Linked DNA regions of Gossypium hirsutum: region 1 is linked to region 2. The links are chromatin contacts, called in public Hi-C maps. All regions are on one chromosome and are shown on one strand. Each heading gives the region's core, a stretch centred on a gene start, on an enhancer-like site or on the middle of the called end of the contact. The rest is flanking DNA. Distances are from core to core; before and after follow the strand shown. Region 1 holds the start of LOC107899261. Region 2 holds the start of LOC107898498 (60S ribosomal protein L4).

Region 1 (4,124 bases), core at 1,377-3,876, 260 kb before region 2:
CGTCACTTCCAGCCTCCACCTCTGCGGCTGCCAAACCCTTCCACAGCTATAAACCAGCGCGACCTTGACGCCGTGCTCCTCCTACTGTTCCTGTGTGAAGCATACCATGATAGCCCCGAAGCGCTCGAGAGACCTCACGATGAATGGCGCCAAGTGTTAACTAGTATATGCTCTAACACCACGTTAAAGATCACCGGCATCACCGGCATCTTCGACGGTGCTGCTTTGATCCCGTATATCGAAATGGTGACGAGGTGCAAAAGGCTTGTGGGGATAATGGGTTGCAGTGGGAAGGAAGGGAAGGAGGTGGCGGCGTCACCGGCGGCGGTGGTGGCGTTGCCAGCGGTGGAGGTGAGAGGGGGTGGCATTGAGTGCGTGATATGCAAAGAGGAGATGAGAGAAGGGAGAGACGTGTGTAAGTTCCCCTGCCAGCATTTGTTCCATTGGATGTGCATATTGCCATGGGTGAAGAAGAGGAACACTTGCCCGTGCTGCAGGTTTCAGCTTCCCAGTGATGATATATTCGGAGAGATCCAACGGCTGTGGGGAATCCTGGTCAAGGCGAGTGGCAAAAGTGTTGATGATGAATGGACATGATTGTATATGAGTGGTAACACGGGATATTTGGAGTAATGGGGAATGGGGAGGTGTTTCAGAGTGAAAGGCTGAGATGAATTGGGTGATGAAGATCACTTGTTTAATGACAAGGACGCATGTGGTTGGGTTTATACTATCATACCCTCTTACTGATTTAATTCTGTATCTATCCATATAAATTCACTTGATATAATTAACAAATTTTGTTGTTCCTTGATTGTACGGTTAGAAGGAGCATTCTAAACCTGCTTTAACCAATTAAATTATATACTTTTAACCTTATAAAAATATAATTTCACCATTTTAATAAATTACATTTTTATAATTTTAAAATATTAAATCAAATTTTTATTATTTTTGAAGATCAAATTACCAATTTAAAATTTTATAAATTACAAAAAACTTAAATAAAGAATTTTCAATTTTAATAACACTGCATATATACAATGGATTTACATACTCGTTTAATTTGATGTTTTTTTTTTTATTATTCTCATATTTTACTTTCATTTTAATATTTCACCATTCTTATTATTTTGAATGTAAAAATATTATAAAGGTCCCTATATTAAAAGTCGGATTACATTTTGTTCCTTTTACTCAAAAAATGATAAACTAATCATTGTCTGCTAGATCAAAGAGCAAACTTTTCCTTTGGTTAAAAGTTTTGTCTATTTCTACTTTTAAAAATTGGTCGGGATAAGGTACATGTGGCATGCCATGTGTCACTATCTAATTATTCTCTCAACCACGCTAACTTTTTATGGTACAAATGGACAAAAATTTTTAATAAAGGGCCAGTTTAGTCTTTAATCTAATATAAAATGACTAATTTACAACGACAAAATGCAATTTAAATCCTTGTACTTTTCACCTTATTTTGAATCTCATCTTGGGGTAAGATAGCTTGAAGATATAAAAAAACTAGTCCACTCAGGCATTAATTGATGGGCTCATTGGGTAAGAATATGAGGGTCAAATGGACCAAACTCGGGTTTACTAACCCTGCTTCAGTTGGGCCTCCTTTCCTTCAATGTCCGAGGTCCAGGAGATGATGATGAGTGTACTTAAAGCTGTAGGATTTGGGTATTCATATCCATCACAGGGAAAGATATGTTGGTACAGATAACATATATATATATATAAAGAAACAGTGTAAAATAAGTAAAACTGGGTTTGTTTGAGTGAAGTGAAAGCCAATTTCCCATTCTCTGGAATCATGTAATTATAATTATGCCATATGATTATACTCCATTTTCACTTTATTGCCCATGCCCATGCCTTTATTAATTATATAAGAATTGGGATAATTAAAAGAGAGAGAGAGAAGGAAAGAAAAAGATATATGAGGGGGATCACGTGACAGAAGCAGGTAGAAAGCCCGTGATGTTATTTCAAAATTTGAATGCTTGTAATAATAAATGCTACGCATGTCATATTATCTGTTGTTTCCTAGGGTATTTATTTTATAACATCTAATTTCTACGTTTGAATATACATCTTTGAGACAATTTTGATTGCTGTTTCCAATCATATCTAAAATTAAACCAAAATCGGAATAATGAATCCAAGATACTAAATGTGCCGTAAATTTGTAACTCTACTAAAAAAAGGTAAATTAATCTTTATTCATTGAATTAAAAAATAAATTGATCTATTTTTACTATTTAAACCTGTTATGTCAAACAAAAAAACCAAACAGTAATATGTTGCATGTCTCGTATATCTTATGCTGATATATAAAAACTTATTTTTAACCATAAAAATAAATGAAATTTCAAAAAAAAATTAATTTAATTGATCAAGTGCAATTCAATCCTTAAATAAAAATGGAAAAAGAGAGGAAGGTTGGACGTAAAAAAACCTCCTTATGCTAACGTAAAATACAAAATGGAATTAAAACAAGACTAATGAGATAAAAATAAAGAAATATAAATAAAGTTGGGGTTGAAATTCCATATTCTGTCTAAAATTTACAAAGATTAAATTACTTATATATATTTTTGAAGTATCTGATATTTTTACCGTAAATGGACACATTCTATAGTTCAGTGGATGAAATATATAAAGCCAATTGAGGGGACGACGGGAAAGAGTCCAAGCAAGCCTTGATCTTGGATTTCCAACACTGCTAGCTGACTGAGGTTTTTTTTTTTTTTGGATGGAGCCATCGGTAAAGATTCTTCTTTCCAAGTGGGAAACATAAACAAATTTCAAATTTTGAAACAAAAAAAAAAAGGTGAAAAACAAGAAGAAGAACACCATTGCTTACTGCAGGCTAAAGCTTACTTTTGTTGCCATTTTTTTGTACAATCTTCTTAGTCAACTCTGATCTGTTGTTGGTGACATTCAAGAATCGAAGTCATTGCAAGTTAAGATCAGTGTACAATGCAAATGGTTGCTTGCAACAAAGAAGACATCAAATGCAGGTGGGTTCTTCATTTTTCTTTTTCTTTTTCTTTTTCAAGTTGTGATTGTCGCCTGCTTCAGAATCTAAGGTGGGTTTCCTTGTGTTTTAGTGAAAAGAGAGTGGGAGGAGATGATGGGATGAGAACTGTAGAATGCTTGAGAGGGAGGCTCCTTGCTGAGAGACAAGCATCAAAGATTGCAAAACAAGATGCTCAACTTATGGAAAGTAAGGTCAGTTTTTTGATCTTTCAATTTGGGTTTTGAACATTTTGATTATGTTTTGAAGAGCAAAGATCTGAATTTTTTGTATGACGTTTGTTTTGTTGTTGTTGAATCTGCAGCTGCTAGAACTTGAGAACAAGCTGAAAGAAGAGACCAAGTTACGGAACAAAGCAGAGAAGAGGTTCAAGTTGTTGAAGAAGAAGCTTGAATCCCTAAAAATATTGCCCAATTTAGATGAATCAGAGAAGTCAAGTTCATCTGAGAGCTCTACAGTCTCTAGTGTTTCATCTGCAAGCAGTTCAGGTACTCAACACCCTCAAGATGCAGTCCCAGAAATCTTAAAAAATGTGGAGGGAAGTGCATCAGACGCCAATCCATCCATAAAAAGCTTTGAAATTTGTTCCAATGAAGAAAATTCAACTCCTCCAGGGACTAGTACTAAATCTGATACAAGGTACTCACTTTGATTCCCTCATTTCTACTCCTATCCCTAGTGTAATACACTATAATCAAGATCATTTAATACCATTCATTTGATCAGTTGTTCAAGCTTGAAAGCTTCAACAATGGAGATTAACATGATGAATGGAAGAAATGAGACTAGTGAGGATGATGAGTATGTTGATAACTCATTGGCATTAGTTCCTTTGAATCTCCCAGAAACCAAGGTAGCACTTGAGATAAACATAGAAGTGAGCAAAAGTATAGGTGAAGTTCTTGATAATCTAAGGCATGCCAGGGAAAGAATTCAGAGCACAATGGAAAGAAGACAAATGATTAGGGTTGGGGCCATCTTGAATTAATACATGTAAACACCAATTATTGTCCCATTTTAGATAATAAAACAGCAAGTGACAGATGTTTTGTTTGCTTGCATTGGAGCAAAATGGCATGAC
Region 2 (4,155 bases), core at 422-2,921:
CAACTATTTTTCACTAATTTTAAATTTATGTAACAAACACATATTCCGAAATATATATATAAATATATATAAATATAAAAGGGCGTAATAATTGTTTAGGGCTTGAAGGCATGTGTGTTGTATAGTGATTGAATATAGAATTGATGTTACCTAAAGGGTTGATATCAAGGTCTTTACCATTTCACTCAAGATTTAGTTGACAGTTTAAATTTATTTTTAAATATGTAAAATGTGGGATATACTGCTCTTCTCCCTTCCCGTATGAAATTATATCCTATTAATCAATATTTTATTTATTTCATTATAATTGTTTATTTTAAAATAAATATTTTTGGTAGATCTTTTTAGCAATTTTAAAATGTGTTTGTTTTGTTATTTTAATATTTTTCTATGTTTGTTTTATGAAAAATAATTTGGTCAATAAAAAATGACTTACTAATTAACGAAAAATAATTCATATTTTCTTAAAGTTTTGAAGAACATGAATCATTTAAATAAAACTTATAAATAACTTAATTTTTATATAAAATCTAATTTGAATAAAGTCGAATATTGTTACAATAAATTTTTATTTTGAAATTTTAATATATCTAAAAAATATAATATTAATTTTAAATATTATAATTTTCAATATTATTAAACATACATATTTATATTTAATAATATTCTAATAAAATTATTTAAAATTACAATTTTAATTTTAATAATAAATTTTAACATTAAAAATAATTTTAAATTTAAATATATACTTAATATTTTATATTAATATTTTAATAATATATACAAAAATTTATAAATATTTAGTAGGAACTATTTTTTTAGATTATAATAAATTTTTTGAACTATAAAATGCATATTATAATTTAAATTCCACTTAGCTTTATGCATCATTTCGAGCTCCAATGCACTGTTATCCATTTATATATTAACTTTTTTTTTTTTTGTATTCACATGTGTGAGTTTAAGACCAATTCTCTTCTGGTTGAAGTGAAATTCAAATAAAACATTCCTAACAATGAGGACTACGAGATTCGAACTTAGTCCAAATACTTGGGGGAAGAACTCTACTTTTACTTCTCCCAACCACTTATTGGTACTTCAAATTAAATTTTAATTAGACACTGATTATTATTAAAGGTATATGAGATATTAATTATTATAAAATATTATTTTATTATAAAATAAATTTCGGTTGTCAAATAGAAATATTTTTATAATATTTTGTAACAAATATAATTCATGTTATGTTTATTTCATTGAAAATAACTTAAAATCTTTTTACCAACTATGGAAGTTAGGTGAGATGGTAAGAGTCTCTCCTACCTTAACCAGTGGTCGAGGGTTTGATCCTCGCTCTGGGTATGGAGCAACTTAAAACTTGTGGCTAGCATTTATCCCCTTAATGAGCCTACAAAATGTGGAAGATTAGTTACAGGACTTACTCCGGTAGATGCCTTAAGAAATAAAAATAAATAAATTTACTAAAAATAAAAAATACTTTATGCAAAATCATTCAAACATTAGAAGATATTATTTTTTTTTAAAGAAGTAATATATTTTTTAGAAATAATTTTTAAGGAAAGAAACAAATATAATTAATTAATTTGGACGGGCTGTCCTATGATGGACCCATAAAGTACATTAAGCTTTGAGTCAGAGTTATTATATTCGGGTCAGCAGCCCAAAATTAGTTACCCATCGGCCCTTTTCCTAATAAAACAGAATATAAATAATCCACACTTCTCAAAACCCTAGCGCTCCTCCCTGTTCTTCATTCTACTCCATCTTCACTCCCCCTCCTCACCCAAACCCTACAAAATGGCCGCCGCCGCGCGCCCTCTTGTCTCCGTCCAAACCATAGAGTCCGACATGGCTACTGATGCCACTCCAACCGTTCCTCTCGCTGATGTGATGAAAGCCTCGATTCGACCCGACATCGTCACCTTCGTTCACGACAATATATCCAAAAACAGCCGTCAACCCTATGCCGTCTCCAAACGCGCTGGTCACCAAACTTCAGCTGAATCCTGGGGTACCGGTCGTGCCGTCTCACGTATCCCTCGTGTTCCTGGTGGGGGTACTCACCGTGCAGGCCAAGGTGCTTTCGGAAACATGTGTCGCGGTGGACGCATGTTTGCTCCTACCAAGATCTGGCGCCGCTGGCACCGGAAAATCAACGTTAACCAGAAGCGTTACGCCGTTGCTTCTGCCATCGCCGCCTCCGCTGTTCCTTCCCTCGTCATGGCACGTGGCCACCGCATTGAGGCTGTACCGGAGATGCCGCTGGTCATTTCTGACGCTGTTGAGAGCGTTGAGAAAACCTCGGGTGCAATCAAGGTTTTGAAACAGATCGGAGCATATCCTGATGTTGAAAAGGCTAAGGACAGCCAAGGAATCCGACCCGGAAAAGGAAAAATGAGGAATCGGAGGTACATTTCCCGTAAAGGTCCTTTGATTGTTTACGGAACTGAGGGAGCTAAGCTTGTTAAAGCCTTCCGTAACATTCCTGGAGTGGAGGTTGCCAACGTGGAGAGGCTTAATCTGTTGAAACTGGCACCTGGTGGTCACCTTGGAAGGTTCATTATTTGGACCAAATCGGCTTACGAGAAGCTGGATACGATTTACGGGTCATTTGATAAGCCTTCTGAGAAGAAGAAAGGGTACGTACTGCCTCGATCTAAGATGGTGAATGCTGATCTGGGTAGGATTATCAACTCTGATGAGGTGCAGTCGGTTGTGAAGCCCATTAAGAAGGAGATCAAGAGGGCACCTTTGAAGAAGAACCCACTCAAGAACTTGAATGCTATGCTGAAGTTGAACCCATATGCGAAGACTGCTAGGAGGATGTCTCTTTTAGCCGAGGCACAACGTGTTAAGGCTAAGAAGGAGAAGCTTGACAAGAAGAGGAAGCCCATTTCTAAGGTATATCAAGTTCGTTTTGGTTTTGAATGTTTCCTGAATGATGATAATTGTGTAATGGCTTTGCATGTTTGGCTTCTTAAATTATATGTTTTTGTTTATCACTGCTTCATAATTGTTACATTAATTGCTATGAATATCGTGGTTGTGCTTATGAGATTACTCTGTTTTGGTGTAGGCCTCATAGAAATAGTGTATATAGTTTATTGTACACGTTTCGTTTGTTGAGATATTACCTTTATTGAATGTTGCTTCTTTATACCATACTCAGTTTGCTTGACTAACATTGATATTACACTTATCTGGTTTAAGTTTAAACAATTTGTTAAAATGCATCAGTCAAGTTCTATATTTTATAAGTTTTTATGCATTGATGATTTTACACTTATCTGGTTTAAGTTTAAACAATTTGTTAAAGTGCATCAGTCAAGTTCTATATTTTATGAGTTTTTATGCATTGATGATTTTATCATTTGTTGATAATTAATTTGGGCATAAAATTACTTGGAATGGCTTTTGTTTTTGCTGCTCTGCCTATTCTGATCATTTGTGCTATTCAAATTATACTTGTTTCATTTATTTTTCATTTCTTTCTCAGGCTGGATTGATTATCTTATCAATCTTTATTTCTGGCATGCCATTGAATGATTGTTCATGTTCAAGAACTGCTAGTTGTATTATAGATTCTAGATGTGTTGTTATTTTGTATCGTAATTCTAAGAATCCCCTGTTGGTTTTTTTTTGAATGCTATCTTGTGGACGATTCAGGAGGAGGCAACAGCAATCAAGTCAGCAGGCAAAGCATGGTATCAGACTATGATCTCCGACAGTGATTACACAGAATTTGAGAACTTCTCTAAGTGGTTGGGTGTGTCTCAGTAATTTTAGTTTTTGATTTAGATATTTGTTGCAGACAATGTTTTCAGCTTTGTTATGGTGTTGTCCTTTTAGTTATTTTGGTGTTTTGAGTTGTGGGTGGAAGGAAAATTAGTGAAATATCATGCTTTAATACGCTTCTGTTTTGTCCTCCTCCCCTGTTTTCGCATTCTATGGCTAGTGGAATAGTTTCTATAATATGAGAACAAGAAATTAATCAGTTTACAAGTCTCTTTTGTCTTTTTGATATTGAAATGCTTGTTTTGCTTTGGTCTATCTTGTTAACTGGGATCCTGAATAAAGTTTTGATTCATTTCTTATTTTCCTTTTGCTTTGGGGATTAAAAAGTAGACCTGTTTG

Evidence for each region. Hi-C and Micro-C count contacts between places; a contact is called where the count stands out from the background.
Region 1: a contact with region 2 is called in a Hi-C map of leaf, with 3 times the contacts expected there. The contact joins the promoter of LOC107899261 here to the promoter of LOC107898498 in region 2. A contact is called at or near these places in 2 of 34 Hi-C or Micro-C datasets (both in leaf).

What each region holds. Positions count from the first base shown.
Region 1 is chrD04:43,511,207-43,515,330 of Gossypium_hirsutum_v2.1, reverse strand. It overlaps LOC107899261, which reads left to right and starts at 2,626. Exons shown (of 4, transcript XM_016824931.2): 1 at 2,626-3,026; 2 at 3,117-3,237; 3 at 3,348-3,682; 4 at 3,889-4,124. The coding sequence starts at 2,986. The coding sequence ends at 3,907. LOC107899262 (E3 ubiquitin-protein ligase SGR9, amyloplastic) reads left to right here. Exons shown (of 1, transcript XM_016824932.2): 1 at 1-814. The coding sequence ends at 597.
Region 2 is chrD04:43,246,887-43,251,041 of Gossypium_hirsutum_v2.1, reverse strand. It overlaps LOC107898498 (60S ribosomal protein L4), which reads left to right and starts at 1,671. Exons shown (of 2, transcript XM_016823963.2): 1 at 1,671-2,922; 2 at 3,688-4,015. The coding sequence starts at 1,819. The coding sequence ends at 3,801.